2 separate regions of the Mus musculus genome follow, and region 1 is linked to region 2. The links are chromatin contacts, called in public Hi-C maps. All regions are on one chromosome and are shown on one strand. Each heading gives the region's core, a stretch centred on a gene start, on an enhancer-like site or on the middle of the called end of the contact. The rest is flanking DNA. Distances are from core to core; before and after follow the strand shown. Region 1 has its middle 32 kb from the start of Gpr174. Region 2 holds the start of P2ry10b (purinergic receptor P2Y, G-protein coupled 10B).

Region 1 (6,475 bases), core at 845-3,344, 76 kb before region 2:
GTGATTGTTTTCTTTTGAGAAATGACAACTTAGATCTATTGACTCTTTTACAGTTCATGTTAAGGCCTTGTTAGATGATGCTGAGAAAATTAGATGTTCACAGGAAGAAGAATGAAATTAAAGACATATTTATCACCCTAAACAAAAATTAGAAACAAGTGTATTTAATACCTCAATTTAAGAACTAAAATACTAAAATTTCTAGAAGTAAACTTAGACATAAACATCAAAGTAAACCTACAAGATAAAAGAGTGGGAAAGAACTTTCTGAGTAGGACTTCATTTGCCAAGGAATCATGGCCAACAGTTGATAACTGGGACTTTGCAAAACTAAAAGCTTCTGTACAAAACTAAGGAAACAGTTAAATGAATGAAGAGAAGTCCCACAGAATGGGAGAGAATATTTGTCAGATATACATGTGACTGAGAGTTAATATGCAGAATATACAAAGAACTCACAAAACAAAACGTTAAAGCAACATATGACCCAATTAAAAATAAGCAAGGGATCTGTGCTGGACAGATTTATGTCAGCTAGACAGAAACTAAAGTCATCAGAGAGGAGGAAAGCCTCCATTTTTCTGTAAAACATTTTCTTAATTAGTGACTTATGGGGGAGGGCCAAGTCCATCGTGGATGGAGATACTGCTGGGATGGTGGTCCTGGATTCTATTCTATTCTATTCTATTCTATTCTATTCTATTCTATTCTTACAGCAGTCTAAGTAAACCATGAGGAGCAAGTCAGTAAGTAGCACCCCCCCAAAGCCTCGCCATCAGCTCCGGTCTCCAGGTTTCTGCCATGTTTGAGTTCCTGTCCTGACTTCCTTTGATGTTGAACAGAAATATGGAAATGTAAGCTGAATAAACCCTCTCCTCCCCAATTCACTTTTCAGTCATGGTGTTTCATTGCAGCAGTTAAAACCCTAACTAAGACAAGATCTATACAAGGGTTATCAATAGAAGAAATAAAAAGGCCAAGAAATACTCAAAAAGTGTTCATCATCATTAGCAATTAAGAAAATGCAAATTAAAATATCTTTGAAACTTCATTTTAACCATGTCTTCTAGCAAGTAAATCTGTTTCAGTTTTTCTTAAAATGCCTTAAGTCTATTTTTGAAGGTTTTTATTGTGGAATATAACTTACTCTTAGTTTATACATGTTTTTACACATTTTGAATAATTCATCTCACTTCTTGTGATTTCCATTGTTCATCAGATTTTGGCTGTATCTGCATCCTCTTGCTACTTTCAGTATTTTCTCTATTTGAGCTCTTAACATTCTTACTATGATATGACTCTTTGGTAGAGTTCTTTCTACTTGTTCCATTTGATACTCATTGTATTTATTAAATTAGACAATTATTTTAAAAATTTATAAAATCCATAGATATTCTTTCTTTATTTTTTTCCTAACTCCCTGTCTGTTTCCTGTATTCCTAGTATCCCTACTACATGTCTCACACTTTTACCCAAGACTTTACTTATTTTCTCATACATTTTGTTTCTGTTCATTATACATCATAGCCAGTATTCGTCTGTCTTTAATTTTGTTATTTTGTTTTAGATTTTCTTGTACTAATCGTTTTATTCATTTAGATTTCAAATGATATCCTCCTTTCCAGTTCCCTTCCATATTAATTTGAAAGCAAATGTATTCTTGTTCTCCTCTAATAAATGCCATACTTTAGTTGTTTTAGTTTTCATTTGAGAATTTTTATTCCATATATACTTAATTGGTTTACTGTGAGCAGTTTTTACTATTTGTAAATACATAAAATAGGTGCTGTAATACCTTTGTCTACAAAGTCCGAAATCTCGGTTTTGCCAAATGTCTGCTTTTGAAGACTTTATTTTTATATGTGTGTGTCTATGCACGTATCTATATGTATGTGCCTGTGTGTATATGTGAATATATGTGTAAAAGTGTTCTCATGCAGGCCAATTGAGGGTTTCAGATCTGCTGGAGCTACAGTTACTGGCGGTTGTGAGCTGCCTGACATGGCTGCTGGGAAACAAACTCAGGTCTTCTGCAAGCACAGTACTTGTTCTTCACCACTCAGCCATTTCATTTCTCTAGCCTCTCAGATTTCTTTAAAGTTTGCTTCATTTCCTGAGAATGAGTCACATTTCCTGTGTATGGGTTATGTTTTATTATGTCTCTATATGTCTTGATTTTGGTACTTCTAAAAACAAGAGAAGTCATATTCTGTAGTAATACTGCTACTAAGTATCCTCCATTTTTGGCAATTATTAATGTTATTTGTTTGGTTAGCAATTTATGCTCAATAACTTGACTTCTGTGTCTGAAAAGTGATTCTCCTGACTTGTCAGTATCTGATGTCCCATCTCAGATCGTTCTCTGTACTATTACATCATTGAATCAGATTTCTTCAATTTTGGCTCGCTTGTTTAGCATAAACCACTTAATTATCAGTGGTATAATTAAATACACAGAGTCAGCTGGACTTTGTTCTTTATCACATTTTATGTAAGCATGTGGCTTGGAAACCTGTCAACAATTTAGGTAAGCTTTATTTTGCTGTTCTTTCTTACTGGGATTAGTAGCTCAGATGACTACTTCATAGCTGTTTATAAGAGATCTTGACTCTTTATTAACTATTTTGGGCATATGTAGCCTTACAGACGGCCAGAGTTGAATGTGATCTTATTTTTAATTCCTAGGTTATTAGTTTATTATTTAGTTGGCATTTGGCCCTTCACACATTTAACTGTTTACTTCATGATCTGTATGGCTTGGGGAAGCTTTGAAAGTAAGTAGTAGTATAGGCATACATATTCTGAATCTCCAGAGTCACTGCAATATCAGAGAGCTTTTCAAAGTTGTCTCATTTCCTCTTTCTGCCTATGAAATTTTGAAGCATCTCCTATTTTGTTGTCCCTTAATTGATCCTTTCCAAAATCTTCACTTTATGACAGGACTCTTAGATTTTAAGTCTTCATTCTTTTATGAGCTAGTTGTCCTCTTGTTCTAAGAAAATGCCTGATAAAAAAACAATTTAAAGAGGGAAGGGTGGCTTCTAGCTCATAATACCAAAATAAAGTCTATCATGGCAATGGAGAAGTTACTGGTGGCAGGAACATGAGATTGTTCTCACATTGTATCCTTGGTCAAGAAGCAGAGATCCATTAATGAAAGCTCATTTTCAACCTTTTTTAGTTTGGAGCACATGTTCATGGAATGGTGGCACCCTCAAGATGGGTCTTCCCACCTCAACTAAGGTAAGCCCTCACAGGCTTATCTCCTAGTTGATTACAGAGCCTGTCAAGTTGAAAATAAACATTCCATCACACCTCTATTCCAAAAATGTTAGACCCATTAAAGCTGTCTTTATGATCTACAGCTTTCAGTAATCATAGCCTTATGTCATCTTACAAAGGTAGAGATGACAACATGTTTGTTTTGGAATAAATCTCTTTTCTACTAGTGGGAGAAGTACAGTATAATTCCTGGTTTTCTTGAACAGACTCTCCCAGCATTTAACTTCTATCTTATGAGCACACACATGTGGTATTCATCAGCATTTAGGATTCTCTGTCACTTCTAGGTGAAATCTTAGCCTTATTAAATGAATTTGAGTAAATATACACTTTCATTCTTGCAACCATAATTTCTGGGTATAGAGTTTATGCAATTTACATCTGTGTGATGGCATGAGATAAGCTTATGCCTTGACTTTCTCAGGGCGGAGCCCTGTCTTTAAAGGAAGAAAGGTCTTCCTTTGTGTTCACACCTGCCCCCAAAAAGCTCAGAAACAAAGTTTCCATAAGAGAGATGCAGAAGGCAGAGCAAAGAAAATTATCGTAATTCAAGTACAAGTGACTCTGATTCTTATTGTTATATCCAACAAATGTTTCTTAATAAAGAATTCAATCATTTCTAACGTGCTTGTGTGCTTCTAACACAGATGAAATTTCAGAAAAAAATTAAATTCTGTTTTAAGTAACTTTTTTATTTTTATTTATTTATTTCTTTATATTTTTATTAGGTATTTTCCTCATTTACATTTCCAATGTTATCCCAAAAGTCCCCCATACCCTCCCCCCCCCACACTCCCCTACCCATCCACTCCCACTTTTTGGCCCTGGCATTCCCCTGTACTGGGGCATATAAAGTTTGCAAGTCCAATGGGCCTCTCTTTCCAGTGATGGCCGACTAGGCCATCTTTTGATACATATGCAGCTAGAGTCAAGAGCTCAGGGGTACTGGTTAGTTCATAATGTTGTTCCACCTATAGGGTTGCAGATCCGTTTAGCTCCTTGGGTACTTTCTCTAGCTCCTCCATTGGGGGCCCTGTGATCCATCCAATAGCTGACTGTGAGCATCCACTTCTGTGTTTGCTAGGTAATTTTAACCAGTTAAATTTTTGTTTTTCTGTGAAGATTATCTGAAAAGTGTCTTGCACAGATAGAATGCTTTAGAAATAATTTATTATAACACAGATTTGATTGTTCATGCATATTTTTCTGGAGCTTATCTTCTGCTCTATGAAAGAGTTGAGTGCATACAATAGAGCCTTCACAATGTACGATGTTTACTATGGTAACTTTCTAGAAACTACTTTTCACCTCCTAACTTAATTAGATATTCTTTTTAGTTATTTAGCACTATTTAATATCATTTTAAGATTCTGAGATAAAATGAATATAAATAATAACTTAAAAGAATATTAATAAATACCCCAAATATAATGGGTATAAAATGGTTTTGCTATAGATCCTAATTATATAATGAGTTTGAACAGCTTCAATGGAATAGAAATTTCAATGTAGATTTAGTAACTATAATCTGAGAAGTCACTAGTAAGGACAGAAGGGACAGTTAGGAGAGAATAGATTTAAGTTGGAGGACAAACAAAGTAAATGAAAGAGTGAATGATGCCTCAAAGTGTCAAAGTAGTGATGAGAAGAAGGATTCACTGCAGTAGTAATAGAATGTTGAGAGGTTTCCTTGATGAGTTATAAATCGTCTGTACTTATTGCTACCCATAGTTTCAGCATTATTCTTTCTGCTTTGCATTAATTTATAAGAAAACACACATATTTCATGGCCTAACTCACCATCAAACACTGCAGAAAGCAGGTGTTTACTATTAGAAGTTATTCCTTACCCAAGGCTGAAGCCCTCTCCATCTTGGAGCTGTAGATGTACAGAGGTACATATTTCCCATACTCAGATCAGTGTTCTCAGTATGGGACACAGATTTTGCAAATTTGGCTCTAAAGCTGTGAGATTCCAAACATGTTTTGTAACTCTTCTGTTATCCTGCAGCTGTGCATTGCTGGTTTCCTTGTTATGGAAAGCACTCTTGTCCTCTTCAGAGATATTTGTACTCTGTCCATGAATAAATCCCCTCTGCACACAGGAACACCTAAATTATTTACTTTTCAAGCTCTCTGGGCAGCTGGAAAGCATATTTTTAAGTAGCATATGAAATGAAATCACATTCTATTTCCTAATGGAGTTTTTATTTAACTGAAAAGTCTCTCAGCACAGACTGCTGTTTGCTTGTTACAAATCTATTGCAGTCTTTGAATCAAGATAAAGTGAAAAGAACTGTATGTAGACAAGGAGTTCTAGGCTGGACTCTTCTCCCAGCTCACCCTGGAACTCTGTATGTAACTCAGGCCTGCTTCTTCCTCCATGAAAAGGAAAGAAGATGTTGTAGGCAAATTATCTCTGAGGTTACTTGAAACTACACAAATTTCTGAAATCTACTAAGGATTTGTGGATTTCATTCCAGCTGCAGCCTCTGAGTCAGTTTGCTTTGGAAGGGCTTCATACCTGGGGATGATATTTTCCAGTAGCTCATGGAGCCCAGGGCACACATTCCCCATGCTCCACTCTAATCACCCAGCCTGAGCCCCAGCTTCTGCAGATTTGGCCCTAGAGCTGCGAAATTCCAAGGTTCATGCATAACCTTGCATTTCTCCCACAGCTGTGAACTACTCCTTTTATCCACCCTTGTAAGTCCTCACAGGCCCTCTGTTCCACTTCAGAATTTACACTCTTTGGTGGCATGAAAGGCCCACCTATACCTCTAACTCAACACCTTCTCTCTGTAGCTAAGCAGCAACCATTAATTTGAAAGTAAAATAAAATTTTTGTGCCTCTTTCAATTGATTTATAAAGAGCAGAAGATACAAAATCTATAAATAATACATATAATAAATTGTAAAGCAAGTCTCATTTACACTGTAAAATCTATGCATTTGAACTTGGTATACCTATGGTATCTGGACCATTTTTTTTTCTAATCTGTTAAACAGAGATGGCAGGTCCTGTTTCACTTACCACATAGAATAGTTGTGAGTATTTATGTTGCAGATGTGAATATGATTAGAAAATATTCAGTACTATACCATTCACACAATAAATATTTTAACCTGTTTATCAATGGTGATAATACAGATTGTGATTATTATAAAAATACTTTTAAAAAAACCTGTTGTA
Region 2 (7,273 bases), core at 3,964-6,463:
ATACAGGAAAAAAAGGCTTCAAAGGAACAAAATAAGTGAAAATGCCCCATCTAAAAAGGATATATGTTATTCCATTCTATTTGTATTGTGTACTCAACACAAAAATAAAATGCTGATGTGGAAAGCTTATGAAATGTTATCAACGAGCTATACTCTAGGGTGGGTTTGGATGTAAGGAGAACTTTTGTGCTGATAAATGATTTTCAAATAGATGGTGATGTTGTTTGAACGTATGAATGTATGTGATAAAATTCACACACATGAGTACTTGCCAGAACTGATGAAATATAAATAAGTTCTGCAGTCTAGTTCATTGTTTTATATCACTTTCAACTTCCTGCTTTTGATAATATACTATAGTTTCTTAAGATCTTATCATTAGGGAAAACTTGGTGAAACGTACACAAGGAATTAGGGGTTTTTTCAATTTCTTGTGAAACAAAAATATATTCGTAAGTAAAAAGTTTTGTTAAATTTCTTGAAGAGATTCATTAAGGCTCAACTGACTAGAAACTAAGAAAAGAGAGTGTGTCTCAGATGTTTCATACATAATATATATGGAGGAAATCATTGCATCTCCACTCCTGCTGCTAATTGTAATGTGTGTGATCCAAAGCTAAGAGATGGGTTTCTACAACAATATCAACAAACCAGAACCCCCAGAGCTTCCAGGGACTAAACCACCAGCCAAAGAGTACACATGGAGGGACCCATGGCTCCAGCCTCTTATGTAGCAGAGGATGACCTTGTCTGGCATAAGTGGGAGGAGAGCCCCTTGGTCCTGTGAAGGCTCGATGCCCAGTGTAGGAGAATGCTAGAGTGAGGAGGTGGGAGTGGGTGGGTGGGTGGGGTTTCACGCTCAAAGAAGCAGGAGGAGGGGGTATGAGATAGGAGGGTTGTGGAGGAGAAACCAGGAAGAGGGATAACATTTGAAATGTAAATATATAAAATAACTAATAAAAACAGGAAAAGAAATGGGTTTCTAATTTGTTTTTGTGTTTGTTGTAAATATCATTCTCAGACTGGAGAAAGTTCAATTGCAAAAACTTCAGAAGCACCTCAAGCAACCATTGAACTGAATTTGCCATCAGACCTAGCTCGCATGTGAGAAACTCTGAATGTCAAGCCCAACCTTGAGTTCTCTGACTTACCCACAGAAATGCTTCTGTCTCCTTTCAGGCCAAAACCAACACACAGAAGCCATCCAGAAGAGGAACATTTGCACACTACTGGTAGGAATGTGAATCAGTACAGCCACTTTTGAAAACAAAATTCATTTTCCTCAAAACTTAAAATAAAAGTATACGATCCAGTTACTCTGATCTTGAGCATGTATCCAAATAATTGAAACCAGCATGTTGATATATCAATACTTCTATGCTTATTTCATTATTAGTCACAAATAGTCAAGATATGAAAGCAGTAAGTCTACAAGTAGAAAAATGAAAAATAGTGTGGCATATATACACAAGAAAATACTGTGTAATATTGAAAAAAATTATATTACATGCAACAAAATGGGTAGAAATGAAAGACAATGTACCAAGGAAAATATACCAGGTTTTAAAATGCCCCATAATCTCACTTATATGTGAAATTTAAAAAAAATTGATTTCTTAAAAACAGAGAATAGAAAATGACTGCCAGAGACTAGGGGGAGGAGAGAAAAAAAATGAAATGGTAATTAAAGTGTACAACGTTAGCCAGGCCTGGTTATGTATGCCTTTAATCATTGCACTCAGGAAGGAGGATCTCTGAGTTTTGAGGCCAGGTCTTCTACAGAGCAAGTTCCAAAACAACTAGGGCTTCAAGGAGAAGCCCTGTCTCAAGACACTAAAATTTCAAAAACAAAAAGTAAAAAGTTAAACCAGAAAATGTTATAACAATGAACTTCATTGCCTGGTGATCATAGTAAATAGCAACATATATGACAAGATTGCTAAAATAAATATTTTTACCCCAAGAAGGTAAGTCTGTGATCAGAAGGTCATATGGTAGCTCATAAACATACACCACTATTTGTCAATATAATATATATTTTAGGAGGAAAATAAATGATAGAAAATATATGTAAAGTGTAAAAATAAATTATGCTACATGCTTTATTTGTAATAAAGTTTAAGAAGTGGGATTGAAATTTCCAAACATAGAAAAGAAATTTTTACCCATGATTGACAGTGTCCACATTTATAGCTATGTTTAGCTGTTGTGATCTAAGTATGTATTTTAACTATGCTCTTGGTTAATAAGTAGGCAGGATGTGTGAAGTCAGAAAATGTCTCTTTATTCTATGCTGTAATGTCTCTCCTTTTGGCTCCCTTACCTTGTTTTCAATTACTTAGTATGTTTTAAAATGTAGACCTTCCTGGTTTGTAAAAAAAAAAATCTACCAACTACCAAAAAACTCAGCCTATAAACTCATTAGCTAATTTTTCACTAGCTTAACCTTTTGCCATGATTAGAATCACTTGTGTCTTAAGAAAGGAGAACTTTGAGAGACCATAAATAACTTCTGGATTAGCTTATTCATAGTGACATTTCTGGTTAAAGGCAGAGAGAAACACTTCCAGTTCAAAGTGTTGTCTTTTTTTTTTTCTTTCCCAGCCTCAGAATAATGTGCCTAGGCAGTTGCCAATTTGTAAGTCTAACTCTAGTGGTATATTATAATTTTATACCACTAGAAACTTCAGGCAAGTATTATTTTTCCAATCTTGAGCAATAAGTTTGACCAAGTGGAAAATGTCTCATGCTCTAGTGAATAATTTCTTTCTCAGCCTTCTAGGACACACACATTCACAGCTGCAGAAAGTAAGACATCAGCACAGAGTCAGCCAACAGAAACCTCTCCCTTCCCCTAGGGTTCTACAATTCAGCAAACATCTAGTCCCTACTAAGCTCCAACTTTGTGTTAAAAGTCTGCTGCTAGGGACACACGGATGATTAATTTCCTTCTTCCCTCATCTAGTCTCAAAAGCCACTTGAACAACTGATCTTTCTTCTCATTAAACTTCCTGGGTGGAGTGGGGGAAGGGGAAACTGTCTGGTGGCGAAAACTCCACCCAGAACTTTAAGTTTTCTGAGGACATCTTTTGTCACAACCCCACCAAAACTGTTTCTAAAGAGGGTCTGTCCAGGGAATGCTGCTGATTTCAGCCCTTCTTGAGGTTCCCAGAGCTTTGCAGCTTCTTAGCCTGCCTGGATTTCATATACTGGCCCCAGTATCAGTCACTTTGGAACAACTTTGCTATAGGAAAAAAGCCCCACCCATACTTGTGGTCAGGGAGATTAGGCAAAGCTTTCTCAATAGCAGACAGTATGGTGCCGCTTGGCAACCATAATATACACATAGTGCCATTCTGTGAGTCACGCTCATGTAGTCTACAGCTGTTAGTTTCATTTTGTTACTGGAAAAAAACAGTAGTACAATAAAGCATTTATCCTAAATTTTTACAGAAAAAAACTCCATTTGGACAATTTTTTAAAGGTGCTATTTACTATCTTCAACACTTCACTCTGGGGAAAATTAAATATGTACAAAATACACTGATTTCCTCATCTCAGGAGAAGGAAAATGTTGATGTAAATAGGTTTTATTTATATTTTCCTAATAAATACATTAAACATATTTTACTAAGGCTTACAATCTCACATAAAATCATGTAATTTTACACACGTGGATAATTTTACATATAGAAGGATCAAATTCCACATGTGAAATTAGCAGACTTTAAAAAGAACACGTTTTTTTAAAACCACAGAAGGAATTCCTTCTAAAAAAGACAGCAAAATGTTTGGAACGCCTTCTGAAAATGCTTCCCATGTTCTCAAATTAAAAATACATCCAAAGAAATGTTCATCGTAAGCTGAGAATCAGCCCCATTGAGACTCGACAGCTGTGCTAAGTTCTAGGGCTTGATGAAAATCCTTTTGTGCTATTTGAAGCCATCACATCCCACCGGAAAATGCATGCATGGAAAATGTCCCAATCTGAGAAAACATGTCAAGTCTCATCTTATGAAAAGATTAAGGCACTTAGATGCATTTACTACTTGAATGCTGCTTTAATTTGGTTGACACAAACCATGGGTTTAAAATTGTAAGTTTATTTTCTCCCGTTGGCTCACACTAACAAAAATGCATTTAATGAACCACAATCTCAATTTTAACACAGAATTGTTAGAAGCAATGTTTACTACAAGTCTGAACCCCTGGTTTTTGTCAGTGGCATGCTAAATTGTAGAGAAAGGAGCTTTCTATCTAGACAGCCACATTTCCTCTCAGAAAGCATGCAGCAGTTTCAGCGAACATTTTAACCACTTAAACTTATAAATAGATATTACCTCACTGAAGTCTCCATTCTTCATAACAATATATCCCCCCAAAGGTAAGATATTAGCAGACTCAGAATTAAGTTTTCAGTGGAAGCAGCAGAAAATCACACTGTCGTTTTCAATTCACAGAGGCTTTTTAGTTCTATTTTTGAATGTATGAAGAGAAAGCCAAGAACCTTACCCTTTCTACCCAGATATCCTGTAGTGAACTGCAGGCTTTTACAGCTAGAAGAGGAAGTAACGTAGTTTATTCAGCAAAACAGGAAAAAAAAACAAAATCGTTTACCTCTAATGGGAGGTAGAACTGTCTGTCAGCATCACTCAGTTGTTTGGGAAAGCCTTTGCCTCAGAGGATATTGTGGGCAAAGTAAATTCAAATTTTGGCTTTGATAAATTCAGAGTTTCCATGATTTGTACACTTCTTCAATCAGGAACAGAGTATCTGACTTTAATTTGCCACGTATTACAGTCGTTGTCTCAGTCTATTCTGAACATTTAAATTGTGGGCTATGCAAAAAGCCAGTTTAACTGTTAGAATTTTATTTACCATTGAAAAATCAATTCTTATGTTTATAAAATCCTAATTGCGTTTTTACAGAAAGCAGTAAGTATCAATTTTATATTGATTCCCCATTTTTTCCCATCATATTTAATTCCTTACCATGGCTTCTTTCTGCTGCAATCTTCCGGCATCTACTTCTTAGAGAAATCCATTCCCAGGACTCAGAAGGCTACTATCTAGCTAACTACACCACAGTTTCCTAAACTTATAAAAGATACTGTGCTTCTAGATATCATTACATCCCATGACTACAATGGCTAATGTTTCCATCTAAAGACATAAACGGTCATGTGCCTTTGCTATGGTACTTCGAAAGAGAATGTGTCAAGAATGCACTGAGCTTCCTGCTATGCACACGCCCAACTTATTCTATCATCATCTTTCTTCTTCCTTTTTTCCCCCCCTTTCTATGAGCATGCAGGCATATGTCTGAGTCACATATGATTTTCAGGCTGGCTATATGAGGTCAATATTTCCAAATTAGCTACATTTTGCCATATTGTCTGTTTTAGGAATTAAGCAATGGTAATAATAAAAACTTCTTTGGGAGTTAGGACAAATCTTATTGGTCACCCAAATGGAAGAATTTGAAATCACCAAAAAGGTGGTGATTAGTAAGGTCACATAAAAGAGATGACCTAATGTGTGATTTGTGGTCTTCTTTGAGGTTAAGAATTGTGTCTTCATATACTTAAACAATAGTAACACATTAAGTTCTTAAAATTATATTGTAAAGATATTATTAGGGTAGCTTTAAGCATATCTGGAGAAGAAGTGAAATGCCTGAAAAGCATTACAGTTTCTCAGAATGGATTGGTAAGGATCTCAAATACAACCTTTTAGGATTTTGTAATCTTATAGCCCCACTAAAATGGTTAGGTAGTAGTCACTTGCAGACTTTCATTTAAAAACATGAAGTAAAACAAAAGCAAAGCTTTGGAACTGAAAGTTCCTCCTTAGTGACCTTTGTTTTACTCTTTTAAAGTTTCAGTAACTAAGACACTATGAGGATCCCTGGAAATGTATTTTATTCTGTACCTTTCCCTTTTCATATAGCAGTTTCTATTTTCTTATATTATATCAGGAAAAGCAAATGAGGATGATGTTGCTATGAGGCATGAAGCCTCAAAAGGAAAAAAGAAGTAATTACCCTAAAAAGTAAAGCAAGCAAAGCCAGAATTAGTACCTGGATATCTTAGATTCTTTCCTATTGCTGTGATAAAATACCCACAAAAGCAACTTATGGGAGAAAGTTTTTGATCGGTTTTGTTTTGTCCTCACTCATAGTTTAATGTGCAATGCTCTAAGGCAAGGGAACCAAAGGGGCATAAGTTAGAAGTGACTGGTTATATTATATCCAAAATCAGCAATGGATGTGTGCCTTCCTCTGCACCTTTTCACCGTAATAAGCAAATTAGACTATTATCCTTTCATTCAAATGCACTCAGGGACTCAGAAGATAGGTAGCATGAGGCTAGATTTCTGACCAAATTACCACTCAAATTACCAGTACTTGAGAGATAAGAGTCCTTGTTCCCTGCCCCCCTTGAAACCTGATGAACCAGGCGACTGCTGGCTACATCTCTTAACAGGTTTTTTTTTTTTTCTTTCAAACTCCAATTGGAGGGACTCATTAGAGATTCTACCTCATACCAGTTAGAATAGCTAAGATTAAAACTCAGATGACAGCAGATGCTGGCGAGGATGTGGAGAAAGAGGAACACTCCTCCATTGTTGGTGGGATTGCAAGCTGGTATAACCACTCTGGAAATCACTCTGGCAGTTCCTCAGAAAATTGGACATAGTACTACCTGAAGACCCAGCTATACCACTCCTAGGCATATACCCAGAAGATGCTCCAATATGTAATAAGGACACGTGCTCCACTACATTCATAGCAGCCTTATTTATAATTTCCAGAACTAGAAAGGACCAACATGTCCCTCAACAGAGGAATGGATACAAAAAAAATGTGGTACATTTACACAATGGAGTACTACTCAACTATTAAAAACAATGAGTTCATGAAATTTTCAGGCAAATGGATGGAACTTGAAAATGCCATCCTGAGGGAAGTAACCCAGTCACAAAAGAACACACATGGTATGGTTTCACTGATAAGTTGATATTAGCCCCAAAGCTCAGAATACCCAAGATACAATTCACAGACCACATGAAGCTCAAGAAGAAGGAAGACCAAAGTTTAGGTGCTTCAGTCCTCCTTAGAAAGGGGAACAAAATGCCCATGGGAAGAGTTACAGACACAAAGTGTGGAGCAGAGACTGAAGGAATGACCATCCAGAGACTGTCCCATCTGGGATTCCATCCCATATACAGTCACCAAACCCAGACATTATTGTGGATGCCAAGAAGTGCTTGC

What was found. Hi-C and Micro-C count contacts between places; a contact is called where the count stands out from the background.
Region 1: a Hi-C map of CD8 T cells shows a contact between it and region 2, with 2.0 times the contacts expected there. The contact joins the enhancer-like site here to the promoter of P2ry10b in region 2. A contact is called at or near these places in 1 of 39 promoter capture datasets (the C10 cell line), 3 of 484 Hi-C or Micro-C datasets (B cells and CD8 T cells), 2 of 115 datasets of contacts at active chromatin or transcription factors (effector CD8 T cells and memory CD8 T cells) and 2 of 9 other capture datasets (adipose tissue and liver).

What each region holds. Positions count from the first base shown.
Region 1 is chrX:107,220,675-107,227,149 of GRCm38.p6, reverse strand. No RefSeq gene overlaps it. Among named protein-coding and RNA genes, the nearest start is that of Gpr174, 32 kb to the left of the region's middle. Within about 2 kb of position 2,094, at least 15 of the 459 cell types and tissues checked have an H3K27ac peak or open chromatin away from gene starts, as enhancers often do. A contact at or near this core is called in B cells, CD8 T cells, effector CD8 T cells and 1 more, where this site is marked.
Region 2 is chrX:107,146,867-107,154,139 of GRCm38.p6, reverse strand. It overlaps P2ry10b (purinergic receptor P2Y, G-protein coupled 10B), which reads right to left and starts at 5,213. Exons shown (of 2, transcript NM_001122596.1): 1 at 4,993-5,213.